Linked DNA regions of Rattus norvegicus: region 2 is linked to region 1. The links are chromatin contacts, called in public Hi-C maps. All regions are on one chromosome and are shown on one strand. Each heading gives the region's core, a stretch centred on a gene start, on an enhancer-like site or on the middle of the called end of the contact. The rest is flanking DNA. Distances are from core to core; before and after follow the strand shown. Region 1 has its middle 42 kb from the start of Ktn1. Region 2 holds the start of Ktn1 (kinectin 1).

What was found. Hi-C and Micro-C count contacts between places; a contact is called where the count stands out from the background.
Region 2: a contact with region 1 is called in a Hi-C map of the A7r5 cell line, with 2.2 times the contacts expected there. The contact joins the promoter of Ktn1 here to the enhancer-like site in region 1. A contact is called at or near these places in 3 of 12 Hi-C or Micro-C datasets (the A7r5 cell line, the Rat2 cell line and mammary epithelial cells).

The regions. Positions count from the first base shown.
Region 1 is chr15:23,348,363-23,353,188 of GRCr8, forward strand. No RefSeq gene overlaps it. Among named protein-coding and RNA genes, the nearest start is that of Ktn1, 42 kb to the right of the region's middle. Within about 2 kb of position 2,574, at least 3 of the 93 cell types and tissues checked have an H3K27ac peak or open chromatin away from gene starts, as enhancers often do. A contact at or near this core is called in the A7r5 cell line, where this site is marked.
Region 2 is chr15:23,390,803-23,395,269 of GRCr8, forward strand. Ktn1 (kinectin 1) reads left to right here and starts at 1,768. Exons shown (of 41, transcript XM_063274792.1): 1 at 1,768-4,465.

The DNA of each region.
Region 1 (4,826 bases), core at 1,324-3,823:
TAGCTGGCTGGACAGTAGAGCTGAGTCTGGGAGCTCCAGGTTACCAAGGGATCTTGTCTCAAAACACAGGGGAAAGAGCCATGGGGAAGAACAGTGAGATCAGCCTCTGGCCTCCACATAGATGTGCATATACTTGTTTGCACAAGCATCTCCTCACGAATGCATACATGCATACACTCACAGGTACTCATGCACGCACACACACACACACACACACACACACACACACACACACTCTGGAACCACTGGGTTCTTCTTCTTCTTTTTTTTTTTTTTTTTTTTTTTTTTTTTTTTTTTTTTTTTTGCAACTCTTAGACAATAGCTAAAGGTTTCTGGGCATCAGGCCTCAGACTTTCTTTTTTTCGGAGCTGGGGACCGAACCCAGGGCCTTGTGCTTGTTAGGCAAGCGCTCTACCACTGAGCTAAATCCCCAACCCCAGGCCTCAGACTTTCAAGTCACAGTCACATAAGTTTTAGGCCTGGACTCTAGAAAGAAAAATAGGGATGTCCCTTCAACAAAGTACAAAATTACAAATAAATAGGAATAAGTTTCATGGGCTGGAGAGATGGCTCAGTGGTTGAGAGCACTGGCTGCTCTTCCAGAGGTCCTGAGTTCAATTCCCAGCAACCACATGGTGGCTCACAACCATCTGTAATGGGCTCTGACACCTTCTTCTGGTGTGTCTGTAAGACAGTGACGGTGGGGGTTGGGGATTTAGCTCAGTGGTAGAGCGCTTGCCTAGCAAGCGCGAGGCCCTGGGTTCGGTCCCCGGCTCCGAAAAAAAAGAAAAGGAAAAAAAAAAAAAAGACAGTGATAGTGGACTTATATATAATAAATAAGTAAATCTTTAAAAATATTTTTAAAAAAGGAATAAATTTCGTTATTTTACTGTACCCTAGGGTAACTACAGTTAACAATCACGAATATTTCAAAATTTTAGAAAATTTTGGACTTTTCACCAGAAATGAGTAATGAACATTTGAGGTGATAGCTATCTATGCTCCTTACAGTGATTTTTTTTTTAAAGATTTATTTATTTATTATATATAAGTACACTGTAGCTGTCTTCAGATACACCAGAAGAGGGCATCGGATCTCTTTACAGATGGTTGTGAGCCACCATGTGCTGGGAATTGAACTCATGACCTCTGAAAGAGCAGTCGGGTGCTCTTAACCGCTGAGCCATCTCTCCAGCCCTCCTTACAGTGATTTTATCATTGTACAATGTATACACGTATCAGAACACCTCATGGCTCCCTAAAATCCCGAAGAACTATTTACCAGAAATCAATAGCAAAAGAACTGTAGATGGACCTGGAGTGTTAAAGAAATGTTAGGAAAGACTTTCACTAGGGGGCGCTCCTTCCTCTCGACGAAAGAAAGAGCTTCCGGTTTGACAAACCGAACATGTTTTGGGGATCAGAGCAGGAGGGGTGTGAGTACATCCCAGGGTAGGGAACCAGAAGCTACTTCTTCAAATACATCGGATTAGTTACTGTGTTATTAATGCAGGTCTGTCTGTGCAGTGTATACCGTCGGGTTCTGTTTACAGCAGCTAGTCTGGGTACGTGCATCTCACGCATAGCACCTTGACCACTGTTGATGTTGGAGGCAGGTTTCTTTGGCCTAGGAAATACTGGAGAACCAAGAACCTGCATAAATGTGGTGAGGCCGGCCACTGGAGGACAGTTTTTTTTTTTTTAAATATTTTATTTATTTATTTATTTATTTATTTATTTATTTATTTATTTATTATATATGAGTACACTGTAGCTGCCTTTAGACACACCAGACAAGGGCATCAGATCTCATTACAGATGGTTGTGAGCCACCATGTGGTTGCTGGGATTTGAACTCAGGACCTCGGGAAGAGCAGTCGGTGCTCTTAACCACTGAGCCATCTCTCCAGCCCTGGAGGACAGTTTTTAATCCGGTGACAGTTTTGCTTGGTGAAGCCTTGTTTTTTTCCTGGGAGCAAAGACATGGTTCTAATTAAGTCTGCCCTGAGCTGTCAGTTTCCAGACAGGGATTTTATATCACAAGAATATGAAGGTTGATTTACGCATTGCCTGGAAGTCTTTTCGAGATCAAAATTAAGTGAGTTCTTGCCCTTTTAATAATTGCTTAATCTCAGAACTCCTCGCTGCCTGGGAAGCCCCCTTTCTCCTTTTGGGTGGCTGGGTAGAGCGAGGGCGCCGGAAGAGTAAGAGGCTTGAGCTTACTTTGGCATAACCTTCCCCCCACCACAGACACACACCTTAGTCATCTGCTGAAAATCCTGAGTCACCACGGCAGCTCGGCACCTGAGTCACCACGGAAAGCCACAGTTTTCAACTATGCAGGTAGGTGTGCACACCGGCCGTGAAACACTGCCCGAATTCGAATTCCCAAGGATAATTAATGGCTTGGTTTCACATAAAACTAAAGACAAGATTTTTTTTTTTTTTTACACACAACTTAAGTGTAACTGCAGTTCCAGAGGATCCAACAACCTTCTCTGGCCTCCTCAGGCACCAGCAATGCACAGACATTCGTGCGGGCAAAATACTCATATGTGTTCTGTGGAGTCTCTTGTAAGCATCGCCTGTCAATAAAAACGCCAATGGCCAATGAGCTGAGAGGCAGGAAATAGGAGGTGGGACACTGATGGGAAGAGAGGGTATTTTGGGAAACAGTAAGAGAGTAAAAGGAGAGGCAGGAGATTCTAGCAAGACACTAGGGAAACACTGAGGGAGAGTCAAAGAAAGGAGCAGGCTGGACCCGAAGAAGAGGTAACTGACCATGTGTTAGACGTAGAAAAGTCTCAATGGGTTAAATAAGTTATGAGCTAGCCAGGGAGTGAGTGAAAGCTTATGGCCAAGACACCTAATAATACAGAATGAGCCTCAGAGTCCTCATTCTGCAAGCTGGGGCTGGGGAAGGAAAAATAAATATTACAGAGGAGGGGAAAGAGATCTGTGGGAGTGAAGCAACTCACCCAGAGACAAGCTCTGCTGACCGACAACACTCAGTGAGTTCAGGGAAGAGTCCCAGCGGAGTCTAGGAAAGAACGGTAGCTGAGGCTGGATGGCAGGCTACACTTCCCAGAGGAGGCAGCGTAGAGCAAACTCCTGAAGTTCACAGTTATTTAAAACACAGTTATTTAAAGAGACATGTCCACCCAGATCCGGTGAACATGACTTCACTTTGGAAAGGTCACTATGGCAGTTTGAATGAGAATGGCCTTCATAGGCTCCTACGGTTGAAGACTTGGTCCAAGGTTTGGTGGAAATGTTTTGAGATCCATTAGGAGGTGCGGCCTTGTGAGAGGATATATGTCCCTGGGAGGTGAACTTTGAACTTTCAAAAGCCCATGTCAGGCCCGGTCTCTTGCTTCCTACTTGGGAACCAGGTGTAACCTCTTAGCTACTGGCCCAGCACCATGCTTGCCTGCTACCTTACTCCCAATCACAGTGGCCATGGACTCTACTCACCTCCTGAAACTGTAAGCGAACACCAACAGGATGCTTTCTTTCATATGAGTTGTCTCGGTCATGGTATCTCTTCACAGAAATAGAGAAGTAACAGCATGGGACAGCTTTCCAATACAATGTTCAATACATAGGAAGCACGAAGGCAAATCAAACCCAGGCCAGCTGGGCACTGCTTCTCTGATCCTTCAGTGTGTGAATGTGAGTTCCAGGTCAGTGTGTAGTCCCTCATCAAGAAAAGCCATCCCTGCTCCATACAGCAGATGAGACCGTGAGCTGACTGTGACCCAGCATGCCTCTGGTTCTTTCACGTCCTCGTTTCCGAGCTCTCGCCTTTGGGAGGTGTCCTTACAGCAGTGAGGGGTGGATGTTCCCAAACCTTCACTGTGACTGAACTGTTTGTTAAACACCGATGAGTGCCCGGTGTGAGGATCCTCTGGAATGAGCTTAATTAAAAATCACCACACAGGCATTTTATTTTCAACTGCCTTTACACGTGTATGTCATGAACACATGCCAAATTCCAGACAAGATGCTCTGGCATTTTAGTGCCTCAATTGAGGTAAAAATCTCCGAAGATTAACTTTTTGAGAGATGGCTGCCAAGCCTGATGACCTGAGTTTAATCCCTAGGACCCACCTGCTGGGAAAGATCAAACTGACTCCTGAAACTGTCCTCTGACAGAGAAAGGGGGTTGGGGAGGTTCAGGGAGAGGGAGAGGGAGATGGCAAATTTGGGAGGTCAAAAGGATACCTTGTGACTTAGTTTTCTCCTTCCACTGTGTGTGTCTCGGGTTGGAACTCGGGTACTGCAGCTCCATGGCAAGTGTTTTATCCACTGAGCCTTCTTGACATCCCCAAACCAGTGTGCTTTTTATCTTTCTTTTCATTTATATAGAAAAGGACTTAAAATAAGTCTTTACAATAATGCAAAACTGGGGCTAGAGAGATGGCTCAGTGTTTAAGAGCACGTTCTGTTCTTCCAGAGGACCTGAGTTTTGTTCCCAGCACCCACGTCAGGAGGCTCATAACTCTCTGAAACTTAAGTTCCAAGGAATATGGCACCTCTGGGCCCTGCGGGCACTTGAACGCAATGTGAACATACCCACGTGCAGAAACTCACAAACCTACACACAATTAAAAAAAAAATAACAAAACCAATCTTTAAAAGCAATACAAAGTTCAAACTCCTCGGGGTGTGCGTGAGGAGGTTGAGTCTTGGCTGTCCTGGCACTCACTGAGCAGCTGTTTTTAGAAGCCCAAGGCAAAGGTGGATATCAGAGCTGCAAGTGGTGCAGTCTTTACACCAAGGACAAATGCTGAATTCCGGTAGCCTTGAACTCGAGGCTTGAAAAC
Region 2 (4,467 bases), core at 518-3,017, 42 kb after region 1:
ACTTCAGGCCTTAGCTATAGCATGAGTCTTTCTGCTGGGAAGTGGGTTCCCATCTCAGAAGCTATGCTGTCTTGTATTTCAGAAAAGTCACGTGACAGGTCAAAGCCTGAGGAGCTTTTCAAGAAACAATCAGTGGTATCACATGACAGAGAGGTTCCACCAAATGACTCTAAGGTGCTTTGTTGCTGGGAATGTCACTGGTCACTTTGCTGAGGAGTGCTGCAGAACCCCCGCTGTGGGTACAGAAGCAAATTGCCGGGACCGGTATCAAATGGGTAATGATAACACACTAGTGGATATTTAGTTTCAGACACTGGGGGACAAGGTACTGAGGTGCATATTTTACATATCAAAGCAGACCTGGCCTCCAGGTTCTCAAAGCATCCTCCAGTCCCTACCTGGTAAGTCCTGTCCCAACCCTGAAGTATTGTGCACTCTCTGTCTCTGTCTCTCTCCCTCCCTCCTTCCTCTCTCCCTCCTCTCTGCGTCTCGATCCTCACGTACTCCTTTTCTCTATCTTTCCTCTCTCCCACCCCACCCCATGGCGACTTCCCTCAATTCTTGGGGCCAGTGGACTCACTGGAGAGTAGCTTCTCAATAAACCTGCCTTTAATCTAATCTAATCTGGCTTGAATTGGCCCATTTCACTGGCGGAGAAATGACCTATCAGTGGGTACTTCTCACACAACTGAGAGCCAGAGAGAGCTAGAGAGAGAGAACGAGAGCAGAGAGCTGCAGGGAGCGCTGACAGCCTGAGCATATGAACAAGAGAGCCAGGGGAGTGTTACTGATAGAAGGAAGGAAGGCCCCTTAGGATGCCAGGGGGCTGCCAGTCAGAGCTCTGTGACACGGGGCTTGTCATCCAGAAAAATCATTTTATAGCCTTCACAGAATAGCAACTTGCAATAAAGCTTGGACTCTCCTCATTTTTTCGTAGAAGTGTGACATTCCCCAAACAATATATAGACGTTTCCAAAAGGTAGCTCTTAAAACTGTTGAACCAACGCTGGTGAATGGAGGGTGCATTCGACAATGGCATCTTGGAAGGGCAAGCTACTTGAAAGACTAGGGGTCCAGTTGAGTCTTTTCCTCGACATCTAGTCTCAAGGTTCTCAGCAATGGAGGGGAGTTTCCTTGTTTCTTTTGTTTTTGGTTTCCTCTCCTTAGTCCTGGAACTTTCTCTGTAGGCCAGGCTGGCCTCAGAGATCCACATGCCTCTGCCTCCCAGGAGCTGGGATTAAAGGGCTTGTGCCACCATAGCTCCAGGGGTGGGACTTCTTAAGAGGCAACTTAGAGCTCTAAGATCAGTGGCTCCAAGAGAGTGGAACGATGTGGGCCCCAAACTTGGCATAATGTTAATTCTGTCACATCTGAGAGCCCTCCCAGATTCAATAGGGACATAGGAGTGGCAACCGGCTGTGACCTTCTTTGTTATAAAAGCCTTCGCATTCCGCATTCTTGAGAAGATTACCTAAGAAGAAAGGGTACAGCACTAGCCCCCATCTGTGCACCAGCTCCTTTGTTTAAGAGCAGGTTACTTGTAGATCTGCAGCTGGAGTTTCTGACAACCTTCTTACTCTTATTCAGATGAAGGCAGGCCTGACATCCTCCCTCTCAGTTCTGTGAGCTGCTTTACTTCTATGCCTACCTCTGGCTTCCCAGAGTAATCTCTTTCTTACTCATAGGTTACTCAGATCTCTATAGAACTCCCCGAGTCTGGGAAGCCTACATGGGCAAAACAGGAACAGACTTCTCTTTATCTTTCAATTTATTGCATGTCTTTAAATCTTTTCCAAAATCCAGAAGGAAGGAAATTGCTACATGCTAAAAGCAGTAAACCATGCTTTTGTCAAATGGGGGGGGGGGGAGAGAAATAGTCTTTAGGTAGCCACGTTATACCTTATAGTTTTCAATAAGGTTTAATTTTTGATTGTTTTAAGAGCTAACTCAGATGCTGAGTGCTAATCCCTTTTAGCAAGTTAGTTGTGGGTTTCAGCAACATCGGTGGGTAGTGAGCAGCCGTCATAGTTAATTATAGCTTAGGTTAATTACATGTGTTAACTATAGTTAATTATGTTACATTTTACTATACTTCAAAACTTAAGGGTTGGTCTTAAATCCCAATAGGGCTTGCCATGTGCAACATTTCTAGTAAATCTTTTTGTTTTGATGTGAGCAATTAGAAAGTTTATAAAGGATGAACCATCCAGCTGCTCCTCCCTTTGAAAAGTCAAAGTTCATGCAGAATAGAAGTGGTTGGTACTTTTATACTTCTGTACTGACTATAAGACATTTGGATAATGTTTCCCTAAAGACTCGTGCTGCTGTCTAACTTACAAACGAACCCAAGTATCATTTGTGTGTAAATGATGGTGTCCTTTTCCTAAAGTCAGATAGAAAAAAAAGTAATTCTAACTGGAAACTTTTTTGTGGGGGGGGGGCGGGGGCGCGATTACAGAGTTGTTTGTAAGCTATTCAAGAAACTTTAAATGCCATTACAGAAATGATACAGTTCCACTTTGTATTAAGCCACTAATAGCCACTCTTCCCAACAAAGCCAAATCTTCTGGCACTCACAGTATCACAGTCTCAGGAGACAATAGCTCAGAAATAGTGTTTTGCTGGCCTTGGAGCTACTGAGTGCTGAGTAATACTTAGGAGAAGGAAAAAGAGCGAGCTCCTTGGATTAAAATCTGAGAGAATGTCGCCATAGAGAAAGTGGTGACTGGACACTGGTGGAATTCTCAACACCTCATCGGGGTGCTGCTACATAGGTTTCAGTTTTCATTTCTGCTTTGGAAGAGCTCTGGAAAGCTTGGGCAGAAATCATTTGAACACTCATAGATGCGCAGCGCTTTTGTAACCAGAGAAGGACATTCTCTGTTAATGTTGAGACTTATTTGATGCTCAAAGCCTTAAGGATGGCCTCTGGGTAATGGTGAGTCTGATTCTACATCTCTACCCCACTCTTCAGAAGCGTGTCAGTCATTTGGTAACTTTTGAGAGCTTAGAGTATGTTGTAGATATGTTCTGGGTAGTGACTGGTGTTATCTGACAGATTAATAAAAAAATAAAATAAACACTAAAAAGCAACACCGGAGAAAAAGCTTCCATCCTCACAGCAAAGAGCAGAGAGACGCAGGGATTCTGGTCAACCCCTCGTAGCGCTGCAGTTTCTAGTTATTTACCCTTCCTTGCCTAAGGAATGGCCAGCAGCCAACCAGCACTGCAGCCTCACAATATCTTGCAACTTGGAGTAGGGTTAAACCGTGTCGGGGGCCAAGTGGTACTTTTGTGCGAGGGTCACGTGAGACCAAGGCTGACTGGGAGAGGCAGAGTAGGGCTGAGTGGATGAAGGGATTCCTCAGGGACTTCCAGGCTGAGGGGTGGCGTCTCTGCAGGACAGCGCGGGGCATCTCCAGGCCGCCGGCTGCGCCGACCTGTCCCTTTAAGGGGCCGGTCTCCGCGTCCCTTTGGCCGCGACGCCCGGACGTGCGGAGCCGCCCCGCCCCGAAGCCTCCCGTTTCCTGCGGGGCGGTGCGACGGCACCTGAGCTACTGCGGCGGGGCCTCGTAGCACGCTGACCCGGAGGTAGAGCTCGCGTCGCTGCGTCGTCCCGGCCTGGTTCCCGGCTGCGCAGGGTGAGGAGCAGGGCCGGGGACTCCGGTGCGCTGGGGCGAGGGGTTGGGAGAGCGCTCGCCCGGTAGGCCTCCGCCCGGGGGTCGCAGTGTGTAGCGTCCGCCCAGGCCGCGCCGCCGCTGGCTCGCTCTGAGGAGGTTCCGGCTCCAGGGTTCCGGCTGGGCGATTTCCCCACGGCCGTCAGGTCCGACCCCAGCTCCGCGAGTGGCCCGAGCTCTTGGGCCGTCTCCTCTGAGGGCGAGGTCGGCCCGACCGGGCTGCGGGGTGACCGAGGAACCTATTTTTAGCCCGGCTCGCAGGCCCCGGGGCTGGCGGGCGGATTAAGGCTCTGAAGAGGGTGACCGGAGGGAGCGCCACGCCTCGGGCGCCTGGGCCCGGGGTGGGCCACATGTGAGCGGTGCTGGAGCGGATGGCCCCTCGCTTGTCCCGGAGTGCGGCCCCTCCCACCACCAGGTTGTAGAGTTAGGGGGAATTCTGCGAAGTTCTCCCTCTCTCCCAGGGGTGTGTCCGCCTTGTTGCCCAACAATGGAATTTGGGACGTCCCGGATCTAGCCGCGTTCGGGGTAAGGAAGCCGAATTCGGCCTTCGAGACCGGAGCAAGGAGGAGCAGCGTCCCTTTCTTTGTCCCGCTGCATCTCGGTTTAGGTTAAAAAGTGCGCTGCTTAGTGTCTTCGGGTCCTTCTAGGAGGAAACCGGGATTCTAACAGCGTGGCTTCTGCCAGATATGGATTCTTAAGCATCTATGTGAATACGCGCAGCTTCAAAAGCTGCGGCTGAACAGTTCAAAGTTTTGGAGTGTTTTGAGAAATTTCCTCTCCACACCCAGGT